Regions from separate parts of the Macaca mulatta genome. Here region 1 is linked to region 2. The links are chromatin contacts, called in public Hi-C maps. All regions are on one chromosome and are shown on one strand. Each heading gives the region's core, a stretch centred on a gene start, on an enhancer-like site or on the middle of the called end of the contact. The rest is flanking DNA. Distances are from core to core; before and after follow the strand shown. Region 1 holds the start of HIBADH (3-hydroxyisobutyrate dehydrogenase). Region 2 holds the start of TAX1BP1 (Tax1 binding protein 1).

Region 1 (2,793 bases), core at 123-2,622, 80 kb after region 2:
CTGTACAGGTTTTTGGAAACGTTGCCAGCATGCCCAGAAACATGAAAGAGCCCAGATGGAAATGATCCAATTCCTGTGCTTTCAACTCCATGGGTTACTGGGTAGAGTGAAAAAAAAAAGGTCAAAGTCAAATTTGTTGATTGTGCTCCTCAGATTGGGGTTCGCATTTCCCTACCTACTCCATACACATCCTCTTTCCTGCTTTATCGCCATTCTCCAAAGGCTATATAGTTTTGCTTTGGTGCGGTCATGACTTCCAACCCTTTGGTGGAGTTAGTGGAGATGAGAAGGCCTGCAATTAACCTCAAGGGGTTTACAGACTCGAATAGGTACACCAAGAACTGACAGAAGAATGATTGTCTGTCTCTCCGCACGGTGCAGTGGCTCACGCCTGTAATCCCCAGCACTTTGGAAGGCCGAGGCTGGCGGATCACTTGAGGCCAGGAGTTTGAGACCAGCCTGGGCAAAATGGCGACACCCCGCCTCTACTAAAAGTGACAAAAAATTAGCCGGGTGTGGTGGCGCACGCAGGCCTGCAGTCTCACCTCACCTACTCCGGAGGCTGAAGTAAGAGAATCACTTGAACCCGGGAGGCGGAGGTTGCAGTGAGCCGAGATCGCACCACTGCACTCCAGACTGGGTGACAGACTCCGTCTCCAAAGAAGGAAAAAAAAAAAAGGACTGTCTTTCTAATACACATACATATACTACTACTTTCTGGATTTTATATTTAGTTTTGCTTACAAAATGGATTTAGGCTGTAGAATTTTCAAGTATTAGAGAAATACTTGAAATAGAAAGTGCAAGTTTCTAGTAATTCTTCCCTTCAAAGATAATGTTACCAACTTCTTTTCCTACTATTTTTAGAATTTATTGAGAAACTGTTGTGTTAAACAAAATCAAATGAATTTAAAAGTTATTACACACATGGTAGCTTTCTGAGTGTTTTTCAAGCTGCGAGTCAGTTTTGTCCTTTTAAACACGCAATACAGCTCTCCGCAGGACGGTTCTGGGGACAGGTTTTCCAAAGAGGCGGGAGCCAGAGACGGCCACCTGCTCCCACACGCCCTCTGCTTTGGTAAACAAGCAGACTCCCGCCCGCAGGCTGTAAATGAGGCACGAGCTTGGGGGCAGAGCCAGGGCGCCTGACGCCACTGTTCAAAAAGACCTCTTATTGGTCCTTCGCGCAGCGGCGGATCTGGGAGTTCTGATTGGTCTGTTTCCCTGTCCGTAAGGGGATTGACAGGCTCTGCCGCGTCAGGCCGCTCCTCTCGGCTCCGCGCTCCTTCTGTCGCGCGTGGGCACCCGCCCCCGAGCGGTGAGAGCGCGTGCGCGCGCGGCTTTTTCCGTGGCCGAGCCAGCTAGTCCCGCTGCACACGCTCGCCGTCTGTGGGCCCTCCAGGAGGCGGCGGCGGTCACCGCGGGGAGGAGGGGCGGGGGCAGCATGGCAGCCTCCTTACGGCTCCTCGGAGCTGCCTCCGGTCTCCGGTACTGGAGCCGGCGGCTGCGGCCGGCAGCCGGCAGCTTTGCAGCGGGTAAGGACCTCACGCCTCCTCCCCCTTGTCCTTCTTTCGGCCGCTCGCTTCTTCTGTCCAGACGGCCGAAGAAGTCTTTTCTCGGGAGGTGCTGCGCTTGGGCTGGGGCTTAAAAACCAATATTTTGGCTGGTCCTAAAGGCCTGTCCTCTTCTCCGGCCGCCACTCCGCGAGTACCCCCCTCTGCCTTACCTCCCTTTCTCCCCGGCTCCTGATGAACGGGTTCAGCGCCCTTTTCGGTATTTAGGAAGAGGTGGGGAAGAGCTTGCGCTGAAGGGAAGAGTATTTGGGACCGCGGCATGCTGCTTTGGAGTTAGGACTCCGAGGACTTTTGGAGGGCCCAACTCCAGGGGCAACCCCGCACTCACCCCAGCGCCCCCTGGCCTTTCAGCGCCCCCAGGGTGCACCTTGGATTGGGGACACAGTTGGGCAGCAGGGCCTGATGTTTAACCACTTGAGTACGAGGGAATGGCCTTATTACACAAGCGGTGTCTGTACAAGCCAGGCAGTAAATCTTCCAGCAAAGTTTGAGTCAGCCTTGACCAGCAAGACGGGCTTCCCCCCTCTACTGTAACTGTGCCATCTAAAAAATGTCATTTCTGTCAAATTATGAACCAAAGCATGTTCAGCGTCCTCAAGATTGTGGGCGGAATTTATCCTGCCTCCCTCCTCTTATACTATTGTAAATTGTGGAAGCTAGCCATGAATTTATGAAGAGACAGTTGTTAGAGCCAGGATGAAGATCCACAGTCTTTCATATTCCGCACGAGGGACATGAGGCCCCTTGGATAAGTGAATCAGGATATTCCCAGCAAGATCTAGGAAGTAGTTCTCAGTTCTACCTAATTCCTTCACTTTCTATCACACCAAGACTCCTCTTTAATTGAAAAATTGGTTGATTTGTGGGGACACTGCCGTTTTCTTGTGAAAGTTTGAGAGTTGTAACAGTGCACCTTGTAGCAAGATGATACTGAGGATTAACCACAAAAATATCTTGGCATTAATTTTTTCTAATGTTTGGTTAAAAAAGTGTGGTAGGTTAGGATTTGAGCCTCCCCCATCCTGCCCCCCCCCTTTTTTTTTTTTTTTTGAGACAGGGTCTCTGTCGCCCAGACTGGAGTGCGGTGGCCCAATCACACTGTTCACTGCAGCCTCGACCTCCTGGGCTTAGGTGATCCTCCCACCACCTCAGCCTCCCGAGTAGCTGGGATTACAGGCATGCGCCACCATGCCCGTCCAGTTTTTGTATTTTCACTAGG
Region 2 (2,995 bases), core at 328-2,827:
AACTTGATGCGCCAGTCGCAGTGGCTCACGCCTGTAATCCCAGCACTTTGGGAGGCCGAGGCGGGCAGATCAGGAGGTCAGGAGTTCGACCCTAGCCTAACCAACATGGAGAAACCCCGTCTCTACTAAAAATACAAAAATTAGCCGGGCGTGGTGGCGCGCGCCTGTAATCGCAGCTACCCAGGAGGCTGAGGCAGGAGAATCGCTTGAACCTGGGAGGCGGAGGTTGCAGTGAGCCGAGATCGTGCCACTGCACTCCAGCCTGGGAGACAGAGCAAGACTCCGTCTCAAGGAAAAAAAAAAAAAAAGAACGTGATGGCTATAAAACAAAAAATACAGTAAGATGTTCTTTGAAGTTGAACAGCTTGAAAAATAAATAAAACTTTATTAGAAGTCGGCATCATCAAACAATACTTCAAGTTTACCCTTGAAAAGAACAGAACGAAGGAGAAAGGCTGTCCTCAGCTCCTTCTCTAAACCCGAAAAGCACTGAGGACAATCAACCCACTTTTAGTTTCTATTCAAATGATCTCTTTAAATCCTTTTGGAATTAAGCACCAAACTTGTAACTAGTAATTGTTCGTGCACAGCACGTAGAAATTTTAACATCAGCAGAATGCAGACAGTTGAACAATTAAGATTTTCCCATCTAAAGCCTGACATAATAGCAATTCATAACCACTGTGTGAAATCGGAAATCTAACACTGTACGTCTAAAGTCATATGCCAGTGTTGTCCAACAAAACTTTTACCAATAAGGTGTGTACACACACCCACACAAACGCATGCTAAGCTCTATTTTTTACTAATAAGGTGTACACGCGCACACTAAACTCTAGCCACAGATTCTCTAAGCGAGGAATGCAGGTCGGTCGGGACTAGTTCACACCTCGCGAACCTGCGGGGTGTGTTGGGGCGGGGTGGGGAAAGGATTCCAGGTGAAGCAGGAGATCAGCCGGAACAGCCAACTCCGCCCGCGGCCCTCAAAAGTAGGCGGCGCAGGGAGTCTCCGCCCCCTTCGCCACCGGCGACTCAAACCAAAACAGCTGGGTTTCTCTCCGCAGAGGCAAACCCCAGCGTCCTTCTCGGACGCGACCTACGTGTTTTCTCAGCTTACTGCGCCGGTAACACCCACAGGGACCTCAAAACAGTCATCCCAGAGTTGAGCCTTGGACACCAGAAGCTTTTCCTTCGGGGGTCGCCAGCGTCACTCGTCCCCAGCCAAAGGGCACCCGTCCCACACGCCTCCCCCAAATCGCGAAGACCTGTCCCGCGGGCCTCCCTCCGCGTGGGGCGGCCACCCGTTGCTATTCCAAAACTCTACGGCTGATCCGAGTCGCCCACACCCCCGTCACAATCGCAGTCCGGAAGGGAAGGTTTGTTCTCGGGAAGGAAAGCCTCGTCACCACTGAGACCTCTCCCGAGACCGGCCAGGCCCCTACAGTACAGGGGCAGAGGGGTGTAGCACGAGCCCTAAAAGAGATGCAGCTGGGGTCCGACCCGCACAAGGTGCTGGGGTGGACCGGGGAGGCGCCTTACCCAGTGGAAAGACTCCCGGACCAAGGGAGAAAGTTACACAGGCTTCCGATCCTGATCCGCCATCAGCCGCTGAACCTCTTCCGCCACCACCGCCTACCCCCAAAGACCGGCTACACCTACCCTCACAGCCGACAGTAGGCCTTGCGTCACTTCCGCCCACGGGGCGGTCTCTTCCGCCTCCTGGAGGGTTCGCCCCGCCGCTCCGCGACGACACGCCCCCAGCCTACTGCGCCGCGGGACGCGAAGCTGGACCCAGGCGTGCCTCCTCTCGCAGGCCGAATGGTTCTCTCCTTCGTTCGTCTTTGCCATTTTCGCTCAGCAAGTTAATCGCAGAAAAACAATGCGTCTGGATTTACATTCTGATTGTATGTTATTATTTTGACATACGAAATGGGGAAACACACCAGAGATTTAAGTAACTCAACCGCGATGTGGAAAGGGCAGCTCAGAGGTCCATGAACAGTACCGTGTCCCTGCCTGCGTCTCAGTCGGCCTAAACTAACCCACCGATTTTATAGATAAGGAAATAGCCAGAGAAGCAAGGGAGTTACCACACGGCTAGGGCTGCAAACACCTAAACTCCAGGATTGTCTCTCAACTCCTGGCCCAGTCCTGTGCTTTTTTGACTACGAAGTTTTGTTCACTGAAAGCTCCTAGGAGCCTTTCAGTTCTAATGCCGTCTGATTCTATTTGTTCTCGCTCCAGCAGAGAGGCCTCTTTTCTACCCGCATTTTTGTGAGTTACCGGCTTTTGTTAGCCATATCATTTTCCGTGTGTGAATTTTGTCCCGCGTTCTGTTATTTCTAAAATCACTTTTGCCTTTTGTATGTATTGCCTTCCTATATTAGACATTCAGTTTGAATCCTAACTTCACAGAAGCCAGTGTGTCCCATTCGAATTCATCATATTCGTCTGTTGCCATAAAACCCTGATAAAACTTGCAATAGCACCTGAAAGGTACGTAAATTAGATCGCGTTAAATGTTGAAGCACATTCTAAATACAGAACATTCAAAATTATCTTTCATATACTTTCATCTTTACTTCCAGTTATTTCAGAAGACATTAGCTTTGATAATACAGGTTCTCAGTATTTACAGACTGATTTCTTTCCTATGTATTGACATTTTTTAACTTGATCTTGTGCTGGGTAGTATACTTGATCATAGAATTTCAGAAGAACCTTAACAGGTCATTTAGTCCCAGTCTCCTTATTTTATGGATGAAGAAAACGGTGTGAATAATCAACTTAAGTTATCACTCGCGTTACTGGTAGCAGCCTTCTGGTAGTAGAAATAACTGTGTCCCTTAAGAAATGTAAACATAGCAGTGAACTTTATAAGCACAATTTGTCAGAGATGTCACTCCTTGTATGTTTAAATCATATTCCTATTCACATGTAATAAATTTTTAATGACCACTAATTTTCAGTTAATGAAATCAGAAAAACAGTATGC

What was found. A called contact is a pair of places that touch in the nucleus more often than the background predicts.
Region 1: a Hi-C map of liver shows a contact between it and region 2, with 2.0 times the contacts expected there. The contact joins the promoter of HIBADH here to the promoter of TAX1BP1 in region 2. A contact is called at or near these places in 3 of 14 Hi-C or Micro-C datasets (CD4 T cells, fetal cortex germinal zone and liver).

Annotation. Positions count from the first base shown.
Region 1 is chr3:100,682,952-100,685,744 of T2T-MMU8v2.0, forward strand. It overlaps HIBADH (3-hydroxyisobutyrate dehydrogenase), which reads left to right and starts at 1,373. Exons shown (of 9, transcript XM_077996983.1): 1 at 1,373-1,535.
Region 2 is chr3:100,602,494-100,605,488 of T2T-MMU8v2.0, forward strand. It overlaps TAX1BP1 (Tax1 binding protein 1), which reads right to left and starts at 1,578. Exons shown (of 17, transcript NM_001266932.1): 1 at 1,540-1,578.